Regions from separate parts of the Gossypium hirsutum genome. Here all the other regions are linked to region 2. Evidence: chromatin contacts called from public Hi-C data. All regions are on one chromosome and are shown on one strand. The core of a region is the stretch at or near the end of the contact, and the rest is flanking DNA. Distances in the headings are between cores, read along the strand shown.

The links. A called contact is a pair of places that touch in the nucleus more often than the background predicts.
Region 1: a Hi-C map of leaf shows a contact between it and region 2, with 2.7 times the contacts expected there. The contact joins the promoter of LOC107893867 here to the promoter of LOC107894203 in region 2. A contact is called at or near these places in 5 of 34 Hi-C or Micro-C datasets (callus, cotyledon and leaf).
Region 3: a Hi-C map of leaf shows a contact between it and region 2, with 1.8 times the contacts expected there. The contact joins the promoter of LOC107893868 here to the promoter of LOC107894203 in region 2. A contact is called at or near these places in 2 of 34 Hi-C or Micro-C datasets (both in leaf).

The regions. Positions count from the first base shown.
Region 1 is chrA13:32,906,334-32,910,256 of Gossypium_hirsutum_v2.1, forward strand. It overlaps LOC107893867 (isopentenyl phosphate kinase), which reads right to left and starts at 2,259. Exons shown (of 12, transcript XM_016819008.2): 1 at 1,969-2,259; 2 at 1,643-1,879; 3 at 1,432-1,529; 4 at 1,138-1,180; 5 at 586-647; 6 at 417-473; 7 at 244-279; 8 at 86-163. The coding sequence starts at 2,017.
Region 2 is chrA13:32,693,513-32,697,334 of Gossypium_hirsutum_v2.1, forward strand. It overlaps LOC107894203, which reads right to left and starts at 1,956. Exons shown (of 5, transcript XM_041086012.1): 1 at 1,459-1,956; 2 at 382-617; 3 at 1-246. The coding sequence starts at 1,471.
Region 3 is chrA13:32,926,566-32,930,003 of Gossypium_hirsutum_v2.1, forward strand. LOC107893868 (probable WRKY transcription factor 4) reads left to right here and starts at 1,462. Exons shown (of 6, transcript XM_016819009.2): 1 at 1,462-2,178; 2 at 2,459-3,123; 3 at 3,216-3,374. The coding sequence starts at 1,720.

The DNA of each region.
Region 1 (3,923 bases), core at 1,009-3,508, 210 kb after region 2:
AACATGTACAATGCAGTGTGAATAAACCGATTTTAGGAGCATGTAACAAGAGATCAATGGAATTCACTAGACGGCTGAAGGATACAAGAAAGACGACATATTCCGGCCTCAGGTGTTCCGCAAGATGACGGATGATAACATCTCCGCTCAAAATGGTGCATCCCTGATTTTACAAGTTATCATATAGGTCCAATATGAGAAATAACAAAATCCTAAATTTGTAAATGGTTAAAGATATCATACCAGGCGCTCATCAAGTACTGCATCTCCGTGTAAAACCTATAAAAACGTAATAAAATAAAACGATATTAGACAATTTATAGGAAAAGTACAACAAGGTCATAATTCGATAGATGCTGCATTGTCAGGTATTGAACCTGCTCTATCAACAAATTATGGAATTCGAACAAACTTACAGGGATAAAGCCTGAGTCAATCGCTTTGGCTACTCCTGACAAATCAGCAGAAGCTACCTGAAGAAACATATGGGTTAAAGGTTATAGAAAACATAAAAGGAAGAGGAAATTGGCTCCTTAATTGATGTTGATTTGTAATCTAACAAACAACTCTTTAGATGCTTCTAACATTTCTTTCGGAGGTTGACCATCCACATGAATACGGAGACATTCCGATAGAAGGAATACCCTCTGCAAGAACAGCAAAAAACTTGGTTTACTGACATCTTGGTCGTTTCGAGGAACAGAGTGCAGAAAATGAGGCCGGAAAAGCAGAAAATTGCAAGCATTCAAAGGCAGAAATTTCAGCTCACAAAATAAGTGTGATACAAAAACTAACATAGAAGTTTGATGAATAGTTTAGTCTAAATACATTTGTCGTATTCTCTACAATGATGATCCCCGTACGCATAGAGTATTCAACAAAAGTTGCACAATGACAAATGATAACTTAAACGAATTAACAGTCTGTGTTTCCTGAAATTCTGGTATTCTTAAGACAAAATCTAACATTCTATATGTGTAAACTCAAACGCATTGAAATAAGTTCTATTTTGAAAATTAGAAATAATCAAGGCTAATCTCACAATTGAAGCAGCAACACGGAACACAAATAGATCTAGCACATTGAATGAATATTGTCAGCTACATCTGTTAGTCTTAACAAATTAGAGATCGATACCTCTGGCTAGTGCTCGAACAATTTCAAGATTAAGAGTCGTGACCTGGAAAGAAACCACACCGAAAAACATTAAGTACCAAATGCGAAAAGGGGTTTATTTTCCTCAATAATCTGTAAGATCACTGCAAGTGCTACAAATGAACTAAGTGAAGCTTCAATTGCAGTTTTGCTTAGTAGTCGATTTTTTTTCATAAGCAAATCAATGGATTGCATAAACCATGATTGATAAACCAAAGCAAAATTCAAATGGAATGTTTTTCTATATACTTAAAAACTTCAATCGCCATATCTTACAGAAATTCGAGTTGCAACGAAACCAGCCTTGACAAGAGGTTGATTCAATCCCCCTTTATGAACCCCAGATTTGCTCGCCTGAAAATGCCCAAATGAACCTACAAATGGAAAACGTAAATCAGTAATTCCATTTCTTTCTACATCAAATATCGAAAGGGGACCAATTATCACAAAAGAAAACCCAGAAATTAAAAACATAATCAAAGCTCACCTGCACCATGAACGACAACAAATCTGCTGAAATCAACGTTGAACTGACACTGATCACCAAAATCACATAAACTAGAAGAAATATCCGAAACCGCATCTCTTTTACTCCAATCCATCCCCACAACTTGCGTTGAGCAAGAACCCAGATTCATTGCTTGTCTCAAATGGGACGAAACTGTTTCCAGATTCTCTTCATTGATCTTCTCTAGCTCATTTTTACAAGTAATTGCTGCTCCTCCTGTTTTAAACCCAAAAAAGAAAAAGAGAAAATTGAAGAGGTGGAAAAAGACATGTTGAAGTTTGGAACTTTGAGAGAAAGAGAAAGACCAAGTTTGACGATGCAACGGATTGTTTGGTTAAGGTTGGTTTCTTCCATTTTGGGATTGTTTGACGACGCTCTGAGTTGATGTTGCTATTTTTCTTACACTGGTGTTAATGTTATGACCGAATCTACGATGCTGTTCAGTGTAGGGTCAAACAAGACACTCTAAGAGTTAAATGATTCTCTCAAGCTGCAGACTTTGATTCGCTGAACCAAATCAGGTGGGATAACGATTCAACCGGCTTCAATCCAGTCATCATAAAAGAAAATTAAACTCAAATAGAGAGGAGCAATCCACTAAGGTTTTTTTTATATATATATATAATTAATATTTTAATAATTTTAATATTAATTTTATTAATATAATTCTACTTTTCATACCTACTTCATTTCATTAATCTAAAATATTATATATATTAATATATTTACCGAATGATTGAATCTTTTACATAAAATAATTTCTTTTAAAATTATAAAGTACCTTTAATATAATATATGATGATTTGATGATTAAAATATTAATTAAAAAAATAAAAATATATAAAACTTGACAAATAGTAATGACTCCCTACTCTTTTAATCTTTATATCATACTTAACATTTATTCTTTCTATTTTAATTTAGCTTAATGTTATATTTTATTCCAAAATCACTTAACATCTATTGACAAGTTTAAAATATGAGATTGAGTATTTTATTCTAAATTATTCATAAATTTTTTTTATTTGAATAATACAAAAAAAATTATTTAATCCCTTAAATGATATGCTCATGAGTTTATTTATTAAAATGGTCTATTTGCAATAGTGATCATGGGTGGTGCTTTATAAGGTGGCGGCACCATTATTTTTTTTCCCATCATCAATTGGCCATCATTAGACCATAGTAGAATAAAAAAAATTTATTTTTTTATTGGTGATGTCACCCTATACGACGGCACCGGTATGAAGTAGAACCGACTACAATACAAGTCGTATACTAGTTGAAAAAATAATTTTAAGAGGTGGAGGGCTTTTGTCAAGTGGCACCACTATTGAAACAAAAATTAAATTTATGACTGGTCATCAGAAACAGAGGAGAGAATCGAGGCTGAGAAGTAGAAAGATGGAGCACCCCGTAATTGTTTGATCTAACAGTCAGGCGACACCGATCTGACTACCTATGACAAACGTGACCAGAGTCACGAGGTGCTCTATTTTTCTACTTCTCAACCCCAAAATTGGCCCCCCATTTCTCCATTTTTTCCCTTAGCCCTATATATATATATAAGCCCACATGGTCCCCTTCTTGTTTGTGTTGAAAAAAGAAAAAAGAGATTGGCAGTTGAGGATTTTGGAGATTTTGTGTTGGAAAGAAAGGTAATAGCTAGATGTGTTGTGGCTTTTTTTCTTTTTAATTATTATTCATTTATTTGTTGTTTACTTAATTAGTTATAAAAAATATTAAATACTGAAATGATATGGCAAAACATATGTGATCGTTTTCTAATTTTTTATAATTATTATTTGTTTTTTTTACTTAATTAATATTAAAAATCATTTTCTTATTTTTAAGACTTTTTATGTAATTATTATTTATTTGAGATTTTCAGCATTAAATTTTTACATTTTTAATATTTTTTTGTTGAAATTTTATTATTTAATGTTATTTGAATGCATTAGAAATATATGTTGAGTTTTTGGTATGTATAATAATATATTATTTTTATTTTTATAATGATAATGTTTTTTTAATAAAACAATTTAATATTTTTGGTATGTATAATAAAATATTAATTTTATTTTTATAGTAATAATATATTTTTGGGAGAAGAGTTTGGGTTGGAAGGAATCATCAGTAAATAGGTATGTGTTTTTATATATTTTTTGTAATAATAATTTAGAAATTTTGTTTTATATATCTACATTTGCTTTGTTTTTGTATTATATGTTTGTCAGGTGACACCGAAAAATACTATAGC
Region 2 (3,822 bases), core at 706-3,205:
CTTCACGGAACTAAGGCAAGAATGAGCATCTTCAACTCCAGAAATAGATGGTCTACCACAAACAGAATTTGCCTTGGGGAAGTTGGGGATATGACATTTGTGAGCAACTTCAGTTGTAATTTGTGACGCTAACAAGCTTGATGATAATGATGGTCCAGTAGGAACCTGATCTTTTTGTAATTCTTTCTTTTTCACTTCATCCATCAAGTCCCTTTGTATTCTGTACAGGCGATGAAGCTCGGAAACCTGGATAAAGACAGTGGACTCAGACATAAATATTGACAAAACGAAGTGAAACTAGCGAAGCTAGACTTCATTAAAACAGGGCCATATAAACAATACCAATAAATATGGGCATGCAATCAGCTGAGACCTTATTACCTGATTATGAAATATAGCCTCGTGCTCAAGCATTGTTCTCTTCAATCGGTCCTTATCATACTCAGGATACACATCTGCAATGGCCCTCGGGAAAAAGCTATTGTAGTACTGACCGCTTGTCAAGGTTTTATCCCCGCAATAAAGTGGCCAGCTACAACCATTAGAGTCCTCGTTGAAATCCCTCATTGAGTAAAATCCTGGCAAATAGCTTTTCGACTGAACTTTTGTTCCCATTCCTGAAATCAATAAACAAGTCTAATTAATTTGACATACGATGAATCATACTATTAAGAAATAAAACACCCTCATTGAGCTTATCCCCACTTTCAAATGATGCATGCTGCAATAGTAGTCCCATTGTAAATACAGCCATTAAAACAAGGATTCATCAAACAGCTTCCTTTGGTACTCCAAAAACTAATTACTTTCAATACTATGACAAAAGTGACATAATCCTAAATTCATAATTAATGCCATCAAAAGCAAACGCAAAAGATTTAAATTAAAATGTAAGCTAGAAAATCATAAATGAATTACCACACTCACTTCATCCATGTTTTAAGATTCCCAGATAAAGACAAAATCTTTCAGAAAAAAAATGGTGCTGCTAAAGGAGAAAAGTTAGGAACTGTATGATCAATAAAGCAAAATGCTATGGAATTTATGAAGAAAGGGGAAATTAAGATGCTAAATTAGTAAGCAAAGTTAATAGATTAGATCGCAGGCATATTATCAAATATTAATAGCTCAACATATGACTACAAAATTTAAGGTCATCCATCTAATCTAATCAAAATTACAATCAACCCCAATCCAGAAACCACAAACAGAACACATAGAACAAGCTAAATATATATATATATATTTTTTAAAAAATCATAAATAGATGAAGAAATAAAAAGCTTACAATCAATTTTTTTTTAATTCACTCAATTACAAAACTACAATAATCCCGAAATTTATCACACTAGAGAAATTAAAAAAAAAGGGAAAAAAATTAACCAAATCATAAGATAATAAATAAAAGAAATCTATGACTCAAATTACCAGAAAATGAAAAAGGAAGAAAAAATTTACCTCGGACCCACATCCTCTAATCACATCACCTTCAAGATTCTCCCATGGATTTAGCTGCTATATTTTCCCGTCATACATAATTCCAAAGCTCCCAAACTTCCCAGAGTATCAACAAAAGATTAAAGCTTTTCCAACAACCCAAAAAAAAAAATTTACAGTAATAAACTTCAGCTGAAAAAAAAAAGTGGGTGTTCTGTAAAATCATCAAAGGAGGTTAGATCATCATCATATTGAAAGAAAAAAGAAAAGAGAAGAGATGAAGATTTCAATCTACTGGGCCACTCTCTCTCTCTCTCTTAAAGAAAAAGAAGAATGTTGTTGAAGTTATAATTTTTATTTTTGGATTCTAGAGAGAGAAAAGGCAAAAAGAAAATAATTGAAAAGTTGAATGCTTTGGGGTGGTGCTAGAGAGAGATTGGGGATAAGAAATCTTCACACAAACAAACGAACTTCTAAGAACAGTGACATGAAATTTGTCAACATCCGGTCTCCTTTTATTCTTTGCTTCTCCCTTTATTTCTCAATAATTTTTAAATAAAGATTTACCCTATTTTAACCATTTTAATCTTTTAAAATTTTATAATTCAATCCTAATCTTTTATAAAAAATCTCTGGCTTCCATCGTAATTAATTGGACAACATTCTTGATATTTGAAAATCATGTTAGACTGCATATAATCCAAAGTCTAGTCGGACTTCAAAATAAGAATAAAAAATATTCCCCCAACCTTTATTTTTCATGTGCATCATATTTTTTATTTCATAATAATATTATTTTGAAATATAATAATTTATAAAAAAATAGCTATTATTTATTTATCTATAAGCATTTTATTAAATTGATGATACTTTTAATCAAGCTGTCAACTCAGTTATGATGTTACAAAAAAATTCTTTCTTTTAAATATTATTATAATGACACTAAAAAAAAGTCAAAATAAAATTTTAATTTTTAATAATTTATATTTTTATAATTTTTAAATAATTAGATTAATTTTTTATAATTTTAAGAAGATTAAAGTGTAATTTTATCTTTACTAATTTAAAATTTTTTAAATAAATTAAATAACAATTTTTTTATTTTAGAGAGTTAGACCTCTTTCAACCTTAAATTTGCGTATGAATGACACCATCTATTTTCATACTTTTATATATCTTTAAATAAAATAAGTACAAATCCAAATATTGAATAAATCTAATATTATTTATATTTTATATAATTTAAATTACTTATAAATCCCTCAAATCTCTAAAGTAGCGTATCTACCAAAAAAACAAAACAAGTAAAAAGTCTCCAACTGAAAAGGGCAAAACAGTAAATCAAGTAGCGTTGAAGCATAAAAGAAAATAGTAAAATAAATAGCGTTGAACCAAAAAGAAAAAAAATAGTAAAATAAGTAGCGTTAATTACAATGAAGATTTGGGAAATTAAGCAGAATTTTAAATGGCTAAAACCAGCAGACAACAAGTGGGCCCCACTGATACTGTCTGAAAATCCCAACTGTCTGATTAAGGATGAGGTAGGTTTTTAGGAAGAAAACATTTGCAGTCATAAATGCCCTTCAGAATCTGACACATTTACCATTTTACTTCCCTTTAATTATTTATTCCATTGCATGCAGTGACATAATTGTGTGGTTGATTTTGATTGGTGGGATCCTTTGTTCTTTTAAAACAATACCAAAAAGGCTAATTTGTGGCTACTTTCGTTTTTTTTAATGACAATAGGGAAGAACATAAACATACTTCTTCCAACTTTACCAACCAGAAAAATATATTTTAATCATTAAATTTATATTTTTTTATCAAATTGCTTTAAAATAGATAAAAAAAATTATATTTGTTAACTTTACTAACGTAATATATATAAATTATCACATCGATGGTATGTCAGCATTTAATTAATTATAAAAAATTCTTATACTTTTAAAATAATTTCAATGATTTTTAATTTCTAAATATATTTTTTTATATTTTAAAATTTTAAAAATTTAATTAAATGTTGACATGTCATCCATGTAGCAATTTACGTGTATGTCACATCAACAAAGTAAAAAAAATGTTAATTTTTTTATCCATTTTAGGGTGATTTGAGAAAATATAAAATTAAAAGCTAAAACAGGTATAAAATATTTTTTAAAAGTTGGAGAGTCAAATAAATCATTGTTCGTAATCCTAACACGTGGCTTTCTTTTTGAGTTTATGAATGGGATGTAGCACGAGATTGCTTCTAAAATAATTAAAAATAAAATTTGAAACTTTAAGTGGAATTTCTTATTTTATTTTTTAAATAAATAATGTATTAAAATTTTGATTTTTTTTAAAAATAGATTGTTTTAGTTAAATCAGTTCTTTAAATTATAA
Region 3 (3,438 bases), core at 212-2,711, 230 kb after region 2:
GAGGAGTACATGATAATATTTTGGTCATCTTGTCCTGCCGCTCTATATTTTCGCTATTAGTCCTGCCACAATCCGTTTTATAGAATAAAAAAAATTATATAATAAGATTAAAGCTCTCAATTCATTTACAAATCTAAAATGAAATTCAAGTGGTATTGGTAGAGCCCAAATTGTAGATGAAAATTAAAGTTTGTCCTCTCATTTCTCCAAGGATGTAACGTGTTGGATATGTGGCCAAACCTGAACTGCACAATCTCTTTCTTCTTCCTTTAAAATTGAGGTTGGTGATGCCATTCGGGATATCAATCAATTCAACTGTTTCTCATATATATAATTAATAATAATAATGTTTTGCCACCTTCCAAATTGCAATCAAAACACCTGGATTGTAAAGAATAATAATTCAAATTAATTAATAATAACATATAAAATATATACAATGCTAAAATAAAAAAATAGATTAAAATTATTTTTAATAATATTTTTATTAATCAAATACATTAATATATACAATTGATGGAGGTAATAAAACGTGTATAATAAAAAATAAAATGTATAAAAATACTAAAATAAAATTTTAGTTTAGTGAGAAATTAAATGTTCTTGTAACCTAATTGGTTTGGGTTCAAATCTTTGTATATTTTTATTGATTTATTTTTTTAAAAATGAACAAATTAAAATATTTTTAAATAGTATAACTTATTTTAATTATAGAAGTGGTTTCTATAATTTTCCTAATCAAGTTGGTGATTTGGTTGAGGGTAATATTAACTTAGTAAAACACTTAATAAATAATATATATAATTGATAGAACTAATAAAATGTACATAATAAAAATTAAAATGTAAAAAAAAAATATTAAAATAAAATTTGAGTTGAATGGTAAATTAATAATTTTTCTAATTTACTTTGCTTGAGTTCAAATTCTAATATATATTTTTATTAAAATTTTTAAATAAAAGAATTAAATTATCCTTAAATAATATAAAATTATTTTAATTATATAAGGTAAGACCAAGTTGATAGATAATATAGAATATATTTGAGTCGTAATTGCAGGACTCTAAAAGACTAACCCACTGACCAACTAACTTTTACGTTTTCCTTCTTTAGCTAAGCAAAAATGTGAGATCCACCATCCGCCACCAAACTAGTTTAGTATGCAAAAATATTTAAAAAGAAATTAGAAAATAATTTTTATTTGATTAACATCTGGAATTAAAATAAAAATGGAGTAAATTGAGCATAATGTGTGTTGCCCAAAATGATTCAAATTTAAATCAATGATAATCTAAAATTTTAAAACTGGAAATGATATAAAAATTTGAAATTACATCAAGATCCGCCCAAGTGTGAGACCTCTCACTATTACACCGTCATCTCAGTGGCGTAACCGTGGTTACAAAAGTCGTCGGGGACATAAAAGTAAATTTGTTTGGACAAATCGGCAATATCTGTTGGCGCTATTAGACATCTTACGAAAACACAGAAAAAAAAAAAAGAAAAGAAAAGAAGAAAAGACACGGTTCAAGTCCCGGAAGAAAGAAAGACAAGAGAACTGAAAATAAAAAAGAAGAAGAGCTTTTTCGTATTTGCGGCGTCGACTTTTTTGTTTCACTCACTTTTTTCTTGTTTCTTGTTTCAGATCCATACTCCCAAAAACTAATAAGCTAATTTCTTTCTTCTTTTTCTTCATTTTGGTTTTTGCTTGGAGTTATAATGGGTGAAAGCCAAGAGCAGAAGCCATCATCTCAGCCATCGAAAACGGTGGCGGTTTCACGGCCGACGATTACTCCCCCACCACGGCTTTGTACTGACGCCTTGTTCAACGGTGGGCTTGGCATGATGGGTTTTAGTCCAGGTCCCATGACGCTTGTTTCCAATTTATTTCCCGACTCCGACGAGTTAAAGTCCTTTTCTCAATTACTGGCCGGTGCCATGGCCTCGCCCGCTGCTGGGAAGATACCCAATTTTTCTCCTCTTACTACCACAGAAGGGCAGGGTGGTGTAACCGGTTCTGGCGGTGGAGGTGACGACACAGGGTTACGGTTTAGGCAGAATAAACCGGCCGGTTTGGTGATAGCGCAACCGCCGCCAATGTTTACGCTGGCGACTGGGTTGAGCCCGGCGAGCTTGTTGGAGTCTCCTGGGTTTAGCGTGTTTTCACCTATTGCCCAGGTAAATTTTCTAAGCTTAATTTGTTAAGAAATGAACAACTTTTTTTTTAAAAAAAATCATTAATTTACGATTTATTGTTGAAATTGATTGCTTTACCATTGTTTGGGACAATGAACAATTGTGTTAATTCCAATTAAGTGGGGAGTTAAAGGTTTTAGGATTTATTGTTTTTTTTTTATGCAATGTCGGATTTGGAATCTATTTTGCTTGCGTATTGAACTCGAAGCCTAGAAACCATGGCGGCATTCTTCTATAATGAACCAATTTCCTCAACCTACAGGGACCTTTCGGCATGACGCACCAGCAGGCACTAGCGCAGGTCACCGCGCAGGCTGCCCAAGCGCAATGTTCCTCAACAGCTGCTGCGTCTTTGGCACCGGTTTCAGCTTTTACTGCTGATATGACTACGAACCAGCAGATGCCGATATCTTTGCACAGCTCGACTGTTACTGTGAATGAGCCATCGGATGCATGCCAATCGGATCATAGATCCCAACCTGCTTCATTGATTGTCGATAAGCCTGCTGATGATGGGTATAACTGGCGAAAATACGGGCAGAAACAGGTAAAAGGGAGTGAGTTTCCGAGAAGTTATTATAAGTGCACTAGTCCAGGTTGTCCGGTGAAGAAGAAGGTTGAGAGATCAATAGATGGCCAAGTGACCGAAATCATCTACAAGGGGCAGCATAACCATCAACCTCCGCCGCCAAATAAGCGTGCCAAAGATACTGGAAGCTTAAATGGAAATCCGGGTAATCAGGGGAATTCCGAATCAGCTTCCCAACTTCAGAGTGGCAGCTCGAACATATTGATGTCCAAGAAGGACCAAGAATCTAGCCAAGCTACTGCTGAACATATTTCTGGCATGAGTGACAGTGAGGAAGCAGGTGAGAACGAAGTTGGTGTAGATGAAAAAGATGAAGACGAACCTGATCCCAAAAGACGGTGTGTAAAAAGTTATATATTCGTATTATGTGCTCTGTTGAACTAGCAATGGGATGCTCTATATTCAACGAAGTTTCTTTCTTTATATGCAGAAGTACAGAAATCAGGGTCTCAGAGCCAGCTTCTTCACATCGGACTGTTACGGAACCTAGAATTATTGTGCAGACAACAAGCGAAGTTGATCTCTTGGATGATGGCTATAGGTGGCGCAAGTACGGACAGAAAGTTGTCAAAGGCAATCCTTATCCAAGGTAATACCTCTATGTTGAATGCTTTTGCTATTAATGTCTATATATAAAATATCTTGAGCATTGC